Regions from separate parts of the Mus musculus genome. Here region 1 is linked to region 2. A link is a contact called in public Hi-C data. All regions are on one chromosome and are shown on one strand. The core of a region is the stretch at or near the end of the contact, and the rest is flanking DNA. Distances in the headings are between cores, read along the strand shown.

Evidence for each region. A called contact is a pair of places that touch in the nucleus more often than the background predicts.
Region 1: a Hi-C map of uterus shows a contact between it and region 2, with 5 times the contacts expected there. The contact joins two enhancer-like sites. A contact is called at or near these places in 5 of 39 promoter capture datasets (cranial neural crest, embryonic stem cells, frontonasal cranial neural crest and 1 more), 1 of 15 datasets of contacts at CTCF or cohesin (pro-B cells), 20 of 484 Hi-C or Micro-C datasets (the HPC-7 cell line, brain, embryonic stem cells and 6 more) and 5 of 115 datasets of contacts at active chromatin or transcription factors (cardiomyocytes, differentiating embryonic stem cells, embryonic stem cells and 2 more).

The regions. Positions count from the first base shown.
Region 1 is chr1:4,668,691-4,674,342 of GRCm38.p6, forward strand. No RefSeq gene overlaps it. Among named protein-coding and RNA genes, the nearest start is that of Gm37323, 63 kb to the left of the region's middle. Within about 2 kb of position 2,766, at least 27 of the 459 cell types and tissues checked have an H3K27ac peak or open chromatin away from gene starts, as enhancers often do. A contact at or near this core is called in uterus, where this site is marked.
Region 2 is chr1:4,516,451-4,522,241 of GRCm38.p6, forward strand. No RefSeq gene overlaps it. Among named protein-coding and RNA genes, the nearest start is that of Gm22307, 9.7 kb to the right of the region's middle. Within about 2 kb of position 2,236, at least 4 of the 459 cell types and tissues checked have an H3K27ac peak or open chromatin away from gene starts, as enhancers often do. A contact at or near this core is called in uterus, where this site is marked.

The DNA.
Region 1 (5,652 bases), core at 1,516-4,015, 150 kb after region 2:
AGTTATGTGTATCTCCTGTCCTCTTGTTCACACCTAAACCTTACATTCAGACCCAGACTTGGATGGTGCATGGCGGGCGGGGGGAGAATGAGACGGTCACTGTTTCCTCTTTCCAATGTGACCACATTGAATATATCTTCATTTTCTTCTTCTCGCTCATATTTGATTCTTTAATTGGCATATTGAGGACAGGTGGAAAAACCTAGCTTGTTAAGCTATCTGAAGATGTCTGAGGACACGGAGCCATGGATACAGAGCCCACTCCACCTCACATCCTCCCTGCTCTCCAGATCAGCAGTACTCTTAACTTGAAAATAATTTTTAGGGCCAAGTTATCTGAATATTTTAGCATGGTGATACACTCTTTCCTTGGTCCACAATTCCCAATGGCTAACAAGGCTCAGAACCAAAATGAATGGTGTGATACACACCCTGGAGAGGGGAAACATTCTATTCCTCAACGTGAGCCTAACAAGACTAATAAGAGCAAGTTCATGCCTTGAATAGGGCAGCTGGTCAGCCAAGGAGTCCAAAACAGGACAACTACTGTCACAATAGCTGGAGATGGGACACCACAGGAATGGGCCAATTTTAAGTCATGCATGTGTTCTTTGTCTTACTCCTCAGAAAGGTTATCATGGAAAAGAAATTCTTATAGATTTATGTAAAATAATCCTTTTTGTTGTAGTTGTTGGCTTTGGTTTGTTTTTTTTTTTTAACACAATGTCTCACTATGTATTCCTTGCTGTCCTGAAACTCAATATTTATTTAGACCAAGCTGGCCTCAAACTCACAGAAATCTCCCTGCCTCTGCCTCCCAAATTTTGAGATTAAAGGTGTGTGTCACCATTCCTAGCCTGTAAAATAATTTTTAACAAAGACCTTCATTCCAGAAGAGATCAAACACTACAAATAGAGTAAAGCAAAATATAAACTTTAAAATAACATATCTATACATACATATATACACATATACATATATGTGTACATATATGTACATTATATGCACATATATACACATACATATATGATGTCCTAGGCAGGTGAATAGTGAAGAGACACTAACTGGCTGCTCTTGCTTCCTTTTTTGTTGTTGTTGTTGTTGTTGTTGCTTGTTATTGTTGTTTTTCAAGAGACAGTTTTTCTGTCTCTCAATTCTCACCTGCCACTGCCTCCAGAGCACTAGGACTAAAGGCATGTACCACCACCTGCTGGAATGAAAAGTGATCTCAACAAACAGGGTTCTTAACCCTTCCACCTTCCTCCAGGGAAGCCTGGCCCAGCCTTGCAGAACAGTCTCTGCCTGGAAGGCTGCCGGGAGTTTTCAAGGTCTGCACATCTTACACTAAATAGCCAGAGACCTGATGGCTCAAGTTCTCTAGCAATTTTTAGTCTGCACTACATGTTCAAAGCATGTCAGCTATTTCCTAAAACTAGCAGTTACTCACTTCACATGATAACAAAAATCTGAGCTAAAATATTGAATTATTTTTAATCCTTACAAGTCTTACTTGATGCCTACAGTGTTTCTGTTATATGAATTCTCTGAAGGGAGTGAAAGCCTGTTTGTTTTCTCCAGTGAGAAAACTGAGCTCAGGGAACCTTGTTCAGTAGGTGGGGTTACAGAAATAGGAAGCGCTCTACTCCCTCTTCAACATGGATTTAAAGTCCTACTTCAAAAATTAGAATTTTTTTTTTACATCAAAAGCCAAAAAGGAATACATTGATTTGTCAGACAGAAATGACCACAGAAGGAAATTTGAGACCATGGACTTTTGGGGTCAGAAAGTCCTGTGTTATCTGGGTGAGCTCTTGGAAGCCTGTGGTTTCTATGCATTGTCTTGGATGCATAGAAAAAGGAAAGAAGAAAAAAAGCAATGCTACCCTTTGTCAAAGAAACTGGGCCAAACCTAGAGATTTGGAGAAATCAATATACTTCAAAAGAATTGTTTCTAAGATAACACTATCCAACTTCAAAGAAGCAGTAGAAGACACTGATTTAGAATCCCCAAACTGCAAATGTGGTTTTCAGCCTAGGGGAGGAGGCAGCAGGTCACCCTGGCCAGGTGAGCGATGGAATGAAAGAATCTGGCTAACAGCCTGACTCACCGCTTCCTGGTTCCAGGAAAAAAAAATGGATTTTTGCAGCAAGCCATTCAGTTTGCTCAGTGATTCCAATACTGCTAGCAAGACCTTCCTAGGCAAGCTGTCTAACAGTGAGTTTCAAAGAATTAAGTAAACAGCACCAGAAAGGAAAAAAAGTACAAAGCAAAATTATTACTTCTTGGCCAGGGGGGGGAAAAATCCCACACCAAAAAGCAACTGACTGAATGGTCCACCCAGGGAGCACCCATGGGTATAGTACAATTGGTCATATGAAATACAAAATGAAACTAGGATTTCATATAGGGCTGAGTCCCAGGGTCTCTAATATCAGATTAAATGTCCTATTGCTCCTTGATAAGAAAGTCTTCACTTTAGAGTCTGATACACTGAAGGCCAGCCAAGTCCCTCAAAGCTCCTGCTGTTTTATCAGATCAGTTAGAATCCTTTTTTGATAAGATAAAGTACTCAGTATTTGCATGCTCCTACACAAATGCTGATATAATGGAAATTTTCCTTGTCTGTAGATTATAGCAAACAAACACATGCATGCAATGTGTGGTATCAGATTGGATTTTTGCAAGAAGGTAGTTGTAAATTTGGAAGCAATTGGCTGCCCTTTGACTAGTAGTACACAGTTAAAGCAACAGTTGACCAATGAAACAGTTGGCAGGATGTGTGCACACAATGATATCATTTTAGTAATAATAGTTACATCCTCATGTGGACACACAGAAAAATCATCACAAGAATATGCAAGATTGTGGCAGTCCCAGGAACAGGTGATGCCCTCACTGGTATTTCTGCTTTACTTTCTGATTCTCTACAGTGACCATGTGCAGTTTTCTGTATCTATAGCAAGTTACAGCTGACTGATCTAGCTGAAACCAGGCCACATTTTCCCCCTGAGGCTTTGAAGTTGAGACTTGTGAAACTACATTGGCTTCCTTCCAGGTTCAAAACTGTGACTTACTAACAGAAAACGCAACTTGGCTTCTGATAGCTGATGGATTGTCACCTCAAATTCATGGCCCTTGCCTCACCCCATGACAGCATAAAATGAATCTGACCCCAAGGGGACTGTGGAACACTGAGAACATTTTGGAAACATTCCCAGTTCTTGACACCACCCACATGAATACCTGGAAGCCCAGTGTTACTATAGTAACCCCCTAGGCCACAGCAAGCTAGCCCTGCAAACCTAACACATCCCACACTGGCATCTCATGCAACGAATTAAGGACCAAGAACAAAGCAGTGGTGACTGTCAGGTTTCCTAACCCTGAAGGTCAAAGACTAGGTTCCATGACAAGGGGACATGACTCCTACTGATTTATCTTTCCTCCATCCTGTAACTGGAAATCTCAAGAAGTTTGTTTCGTGACTATATATCAGTAATTTTGAGGTGGAGGTTTTTGTGGGGGCAAAATGTCCACAAATGTCCCTTCCACACCAAAGCAGACTTATAATCTTCAAATCCCAAAAGAAAGCAAGGAGAATGGTAAGGGCAGAGCCTGGGTTTACCAAGAATAAAGAGCGAGCAAAGTTCAAAGATTTGGGGAAAATCAAAACAGGCAACTACCCAATGGTATTAACTTAAATAAACCAAATGTGGGGTTAAAAAAGCTTGTGGATATTAAAGGTTACATCATCATCAGTCAACTTCAGCCTCCTGGGACAACGCACAATGTGAGTAAAACTGCCTTTCATCATAAATCGTTCTTACCCACCCCGAATCCCAGGGAGAACTGACAAACAGCCTGCCTGTGAGAGGAAAGGCAGATGACTCCTTCAACTTCGAGGTAGGAGCAAAACATTAACCCAGTGCAACCACAACAATCTAGGCAGGATGAAGGGCAGAGAAAGGAGGAGCTCTTCAAAGAGCCTGGAGAGTGGGTTTCACCAGATTTAATATTCTGATGTTTTAATAATATACAACATCTCACAAAGTGACTGGTGTAACTAGCTTTATAGGGGCTCTCTGGATCCATTTGAGAATAAATGCACAAATAAACAAAAGACACCATCACCCCCCCAAAAAATTATCTTGATTACAGGTACACTGTGTTTGTGGGTTCTCTGTTGCTATATTGCTTTTTATTCCTGAAAGTAATTAACCAGATGCATCAGGGTATTAATGTCTTAGGTCCTTGATTTGGGGTGGGGTCCTCTTTAAGTAACTAAATATCAGAGCTTTAAGGGATCTGAGCGTCTTCTTTCACAGAGGGTCCAATGAGGCCCTAGAAATCCCAGGAATTCTCCTGGGGGAGCTATGTCTACTTATTCTAGGAGGGGCAGTAATGACATACCAAAGGAATCGTTCTACCCAAGTCTACCTCGAGGAACCAATGGCTTATTGGACTTACTGGTAGACTTAAATGAAAACTGCGGTTTTTAAAGGTAATAGACCCTGGGGGGAAAAATTCTCCCTAAATTTCTATCAAGATTTTTTTCTCCATCAGTTTTATTGGGGTCATTATTTCAAGGTTCATTAAACGTAAAGCAGAAGTAACACATATTTCTGTTAGTTACAAACTTGGATGAAAAAGTTTTATATTACTTTCTCCTATCCATATTCATGGAAAATGTGTAATAAATGGTAAACTTATAATGTTAGTTATATTTCTGGTGATTTATTCTTTAGGAATAAGCCATGTACTTATTAAGCAACTTTGTAAGTTCTTGACCAATCAAATAAGGTATGCTTATAAAATAGTTCAATTTCTATTATACAATTATTCAAAACTGTCAAAATAAGGCAGTCATCTATCACCCTTTAGCCCATTTTGTACAACACTTGAGCCAGTAGTCACTCAAAGGAAACTCAAGTAGAAAATCCACAACAATGCGAGTCAAACACATTTACAACAATGGTAACATCCCCCAAAGTGGCAACATTGCTTCCTGCTGAGAATGTAGGGCTCCAGGAACTGATTGTGGCTGGTGAACTCACATCACCATTTAGAAGCCAGTTTGATGGTTTCTCACAAAGCTGAACATAATCGTATATGGTTCCATACTGAGATCCTAGACATTTAGCCAATTTACCTGAAAACTTGTCCACAGGCAAACACTGTAACTATTGCAAAATGCTGAAATATTTAAAACAGAATAAAGCCCTATGCCATGGAATATTACTCAGAAAGAAAAGAAGATAAACTACAAATGAGAAAAGACATGGATGAGTCTTGAGTGCATTTTCCTTGAAAGAATCCAGTCTGAGCTGCTGTATTGTGTTTGCTCTCAATTATTTGATATTATGAGAAAGGCCAAAGTACAAAATTGCCGAGAGTTTGGAGGAAAACACTAAACAGACAATCCACAGGATGGAGGAGGAGTTTGTTTGTTTGTTTGTTTGCTTGCTTGTTTACTTGCTTGCTTGCTTGCTTTATTTTGAGTTTTGTAGGGTTAAATTTTGCTTTTTTTTTTTTGTTTTTGAGACAAGCTTACTATACAGTCCTGGTTGGTCAGGAACTCTCCATGCAGACCAGGCTATTCTCAAACACACAGAAGTCAGTCTGCTTCTGCCTCCCATGTGCTGGGGTTAAA
Region 2 (5,791 bases), core at 986-3,485:
TAAACAGTAAAGAAAAATAAAAAAAATAAAATAAATAAAAAACAAGCAAAACCATGTGGTATTGTGAGTCTTTTCTTAAGCTTTATAGTTTTTCTATTTTTCCATTTTACAAATCAAATTGTAGACTGCCACTGCACATGGACACTAGCTTACAGAAGCTGTAACTTAGAAGAATCTTTATTAATCATGATCATTACCAACATTCAACTGGAGTGGCTTTCATAAAGCACCAATGCTCATAGAAAAAGGAAAGAATTGTGAAAAATCACTTGTGCATCTGAGTTGCCAATAGGTGGCGCTAGCCATTAAGTCAGTATTACATTTGTTTTTACAATGTCCTAAGATTAATAACCTATAAAAATTCTCCCACTGAAAAGACAAACCACCTTCAGGAAAGACACAGATGAGCAGGATAAGATGGCTCCGTTTTCCTTCTCCCAATGCAGTTAGATTCAAACCCGTAGTCCTCAAAGACAGTTCAGCTGGCTGAAACAGGGACCTGATTACAGATTTGAGTTGTCCAAACATTCAAGAGAGGAGCCTTGGTCCTGTCTATGTTGTCTCTAGGGATCACTGATGCCATCACCTCCCACTCTTGGATCTACCTTTAAAAAATATCTGAGAAGCCGGGCGTGGTGGCGCACAGAGGCAGGCAGATTTCTGAATTCGAGGCCAGCCTGGTCTACAAAGAGAGTTCCAGGGCAGTCAGGGTTATACAGAGAAACCCTGTCTCGAAAAACCACAATAAATAAATAAATAAATAAATAAATAAATAAATAAATAAATAAATATCTGAGAAAAGTAGAGGATTATTTAATATTTTCTTTAATTTTTGCAAGAAAACAGATGGAATTTCAGAAGTGAAGGGTCTACTGGCTCCAGCCAGGTTGTTGCCAACAAAACATAAAGGATTAATAATGAGACAGAATTCAGTAACTTGTGTGCATCTCCTACATTGCTGTAATGGGTGTCAATCAGTCTTGCTGTCTGGGAATTTAAGTTATACAAATGAAGTGTGTGTGTGTGTGTGTGTGTGTGTGTACACTACTGATTTTTACATTGAGAACTTGAATAATTCCAAAATTGATGTACTTTTGCAACACACACTACATGTTAGAGTAATACCATAGACTGAACATAATGACTCTGCTTCATTTTTATTTGTGGTCTCATACTACAGAAGATGGCAGTTAGGCAAATAAACATCATGCTGTTATTTGGTATAAGCAAAGATGTAAATGGAACTTGGAAGACAAAATTAGAACTTGTAATAATATAATTTTTCATATTAGTTCAAACTGAAATTGTTTCATGCTATATGGAAATCCTTAATTTTTGTCTTTAGTAGCATGTATTTAAAATGGTGGATGGTGAATGTTAGCATGTACAATGAGAACCACCAGGATGAAGGGATGCTCTTTCTGGGCACTGGCAATATCTAGAAAACCTCTTACTGACTCTGCACAGAGCACTGAGCGCTCACTCCTCAATGATGTTGTTGCAGAGAGACTTAAGTTTTCTACGGGAATTTCATTAAACATAGCCTAATTCAGTTGTCTTCCACAGTGTTCCCAGGGTGAGCAGTTTGAGTCTGTTAAGCTGTAAAGCCAATGACCCTGTGTTTCCCAATGCATCTCATGTGTGCCTTCAACTCTTTATAGCTTTGAATAAACTTAGGATCAGATGAGAAATGTCCTAGTGCACCGAGCACAACATTGAACACAGCAGTTCATGAAACCTCGCCTTTTTCCTACATGCAGTTTTGTGAATGTACATTGCAGGACTAAAGCTTGCAGGTTTTTCAAAGCAAAGACAACTTTCTTCACCCACCTTGCAGTGTCTGCTGTGACAGATCGTGTCAGATCGATACTGCTGTCCTCTCCTGTCCAGCTAAGTGCAGTTTCTCCACAAGCACCACCACTTCCCTGCCTTTGAAACAATATCAGGGAGATCACCCTGTGACGGAAAGTGCACTAGCAGTTAACATCCCTAAACAGGAAAAAAGTGCATGTGATGAGAAAAAACGTTTTGCATAAGTCCAATAAAGAACTTATCTTCAGAAATCGCCCCCGCCAATCAGCAAAGTACAGGTTTCATGTTTCAGATTAACTCAATTCCTGGCAAATACATGAGCTAACTTGCTTTAAAATGTCCCCTGCATTTACTTGCAGTCATATTTAGCAACTTACTGAGCATTCATTGGATGAGAAGTGTAGTTTGACTCTTACCTCACTGTGCTCAGAACTGTGGTGAGACCAAGCGTATCTGCTTGAGGAACTTAAGACACAGGCATTGATTGGCATTGGTCTCGAGTCTCCTTTTGGATTTCACACAGCAACAGAACTTCCTCATGGGCTCTAAAGCAGAGTACATAGAACTTTGGAAAACTCAAATATGTTCTTGGAATATGTGTGGATTTGTTTTCTAATTTTGTAGTTTATGGATATGGGTTAAAAATCAACATAGATATTGTCTTGGTAACAATACTGCTTGCATGGCTTTCTTAGCTTTGTGTTTATACACAATGGCCCCAGCTAAACCACTTTAACACTCAAGAAGAGATAATGAAAAGGAAGGATGGTTACCTAGCATTCCCAGGCATCAGGCATCAGGAACTTCACTTTTCAAATGGCTTTTCAAATGGCTGTATCAATAATATGTATACAAGATAACTTACTACTTACAATGAAGTATGTTGAATAACTCTGTTCCAATATTGTGGGGATGAGTACCCAGGACCTCTCACACATTAGGCAAGTGAGCTTCATTTCTATTCCCTGAATATTTTTGTTTTGTTTTGTTTTTTGACACTTGTATCGTAGGCATGTCTTGATCTCAACTGGCCCAAGTTGACTTTGAACTGCTGATCCTTCAGCCTCCACACCCTGATTACAGCATGAACCACTGGGCCTGGTTTTGAAGTAGTGAGGATTAAACCCAGGGCTGTGAGTATACAGCAACACTTAACAACTGAACTCCATCTCCAGCTTCCAGGAACAATGGTTTTGTTTGTGAAAGGCATGCTCTCTATGCCCTAATGAGTGTTCCTCTGGCACATGCATAAACAAGTCACAAGAGCTTTGTGTTACTGTGTTACTGCTTGGAGACAGGTCTTGCTGTGCAGCCAAGGCTGGCTTTCAAGCCTGAGATCCTCTTGTCTCAGGCCCCAGAGTGCAGCCACGTGCCAACACAACTGGCCAATTCAAGATCCAAAATCTTATTTCAAAGCCTTTGGGGCCTATCACAAAAACAATGAACTGCACATTCATATCTTAGAGAGGTCTGGTACACTACCCTGCAGGCAGACATTGAAATGTGAGCATAAATGGGAATCTTTTCACTCTTGAAAGTAAACAAAATGGAAAAGAGACCTTAACGTTCATTGTATCCCTGTCTGATAGGTTGTAAAATTGTTGTGCTTTTCAGGACTGGTTTGTTGTTTGTTTTAGAATTCTACTTGAGATATCATGAACCTACCAGAGGGTTCATTCAGCCCATATGGTCCTCACATCTGAAGTAGACTGTTATATGAATGCTCGTTAGCGTTCAGAGAAGAAGGCTTTTCATAGCAAGGAGGAATAGAAAGTATGACTTTTCATTGTCTTGATATGTGCTTATGCATTTAGCAGGACTTAGCCCAAGAGGTATGAGGCTGGCTGAGGGAAAGGGCACAGCTGTCACCTCCTGCCAGTCAAAAAAGCTACTGATGTTTAGGGACAGGAACCTCCACCAGCGGGTGACCCTGGAGTGCAGGTCAATAGGCTCAGGCAGATGAACAAAGGTCCAAGCTTGTTACTCCAGGAGGATCGAGATACTGTGGGAGCCATAGCACATTGACTTTTGAAAAAGCAATGTCTAGGTTAGAATAACAGATTCTGAGTAGCCACAAATATGGTTAGGCTGAGTTTTCCCTATGGTTTTAGGTCCTAGAATTGTAGAGAAGGAATAGTGGACTTGTGCATTTCTCCCACTAGCTAGTTATATTCCTCAGAATTCAGTCCTCTGTGAACTGTCAAGTGATTTATCTATAGCAGCACCTCTGCTTTTAAACTGCCCTAAGCAAGCAGTCCTACAGTGGAAGCTGTAGCAGTCAACTCTGGGTAATTTATGTAACAGTGGAATTGGTCAGGGCAGAGGAGCCAGCAAGAGTGGATAAGTATCATTGCACAGTCAATGATGGCATAAGGTTGAAACTGTAGAATTCCACATTTTAGCCCTACTGCATGTTACAAGTGTCCCAGGGGAAATTGCCCTGAGCCTCTCCTCTTTAAAGAGGTAGTCTCTCTAGTGAGATCTTTTGACACCAACACTGGGCCTTCTATGCAGTTGTGCAAACACCACCGTCTAACCCAACCCAGTAAATCTTCAAATCATTCTGTTAGCGTCAACCACCATTCAAGGGAGTGCCTTCACAAAGGCTGACACATCAGCAGGAGAATGAATAACTCTAGTGGGAGCCCTCCCAGGGAGGGCCAACCCAGGTGCAGAAAGAGCCCAGAAAGGTTAACCCAGGACACATCTCACTTCCCTCCCTCCTTTGCTTCCTTGCAGCCCCCACTCATTAAGTCCATAACACTGAGGCTAGGCAAACTTCTTCAGGCTAGGAAGGCTATGGATTAAGAGAAGAGCAGGAAGTGAACAGAACTGTAATATGAGTGTATGGAATTCTCAAAGGATAAATAAAAATATATTTTAAACATTCTCTAAAAAGAGGTATGTGACAAGTACATTAATGGGACCCTTGTTTTCAATAGGATCCCCCATCAGAGACAGCTATAGAATGTGAATACACCAGCCCTAGGATGAATTCTCTACTGTATTAGCTATTTTCTCTTAGAATTCAGGTCATTGCCAGCCTGACCCAGCCAAAGTGCACTACTCAGGCTCTGGGTTATAAGATTTCTGAGACCAGAGAGGCTTCTCTTGATCCTTGTAACATGGATCAATGTATAGGTGTCCAGGAGGTCTAAGTGGGAGTGACAGTAGGGAGGATTAAGAGATGCCAAGGGCAGAACCCATTGAAAGCCTCAGAAGAATGATAGGAACCAGAAGCAGGGAGGAAGATAGATGAGATGGGCAATCTAATACTCATGGGGAGAAGACACTAGGAGGAGAATAGTTCTGCCTCTCAATGGATAGATTCCTGTTGAGAGCCCTTCCCCCATCCCTTGAAAGTACTGGGAAAGCACTAGGAGGAGGAATGTTGATCTAGTAAGATCCTGCCAAGATGACAAGGAGCCAGACGCCATGCAGAACAAGTACTGAGTAAGTACTGAGTGCCAGGTGGGCTATTTGCTCTGTTGAGTGTCTCTAAACCAGCCAAATGGGAATAGCACTGTACAAGACAGTTAATCACGTCCCCAAATGAACCAGCAATCAGGAAGCTGCTGCTTAAAGATGTGCCCCGAATCCTAGACCCTGCAAGGTTATCAAGAACACCTCTTCCAGCTACTCTGGAAATGTCTTCCCTCACCCCTGTCTAATAAGCTTCAACTTGATCTTTAGCTCCACAGGCTCCAGCGTCCCTTCCTGTCCTCCTCTGCTCGCCAGAAATTTCAGTCTCCATAACTCATGAGTGCATGAACTTGCTCAGTTTGTCTCAAATATCCAGGGAGAGGGAACTACTTCATGTTCTCTCGGAGCACAGACCACAGCCTACATAGTTAGGTCTTTGAATAACTAATAATTTCAATACTTAGTGTAGTAGTTTAAGACTTTGATTGTGAGAGAAAAATCATGCTAGTTTTTAGTGAACAATGTAATAAAATGGTCCCTGTTATAAAAGGTGGGG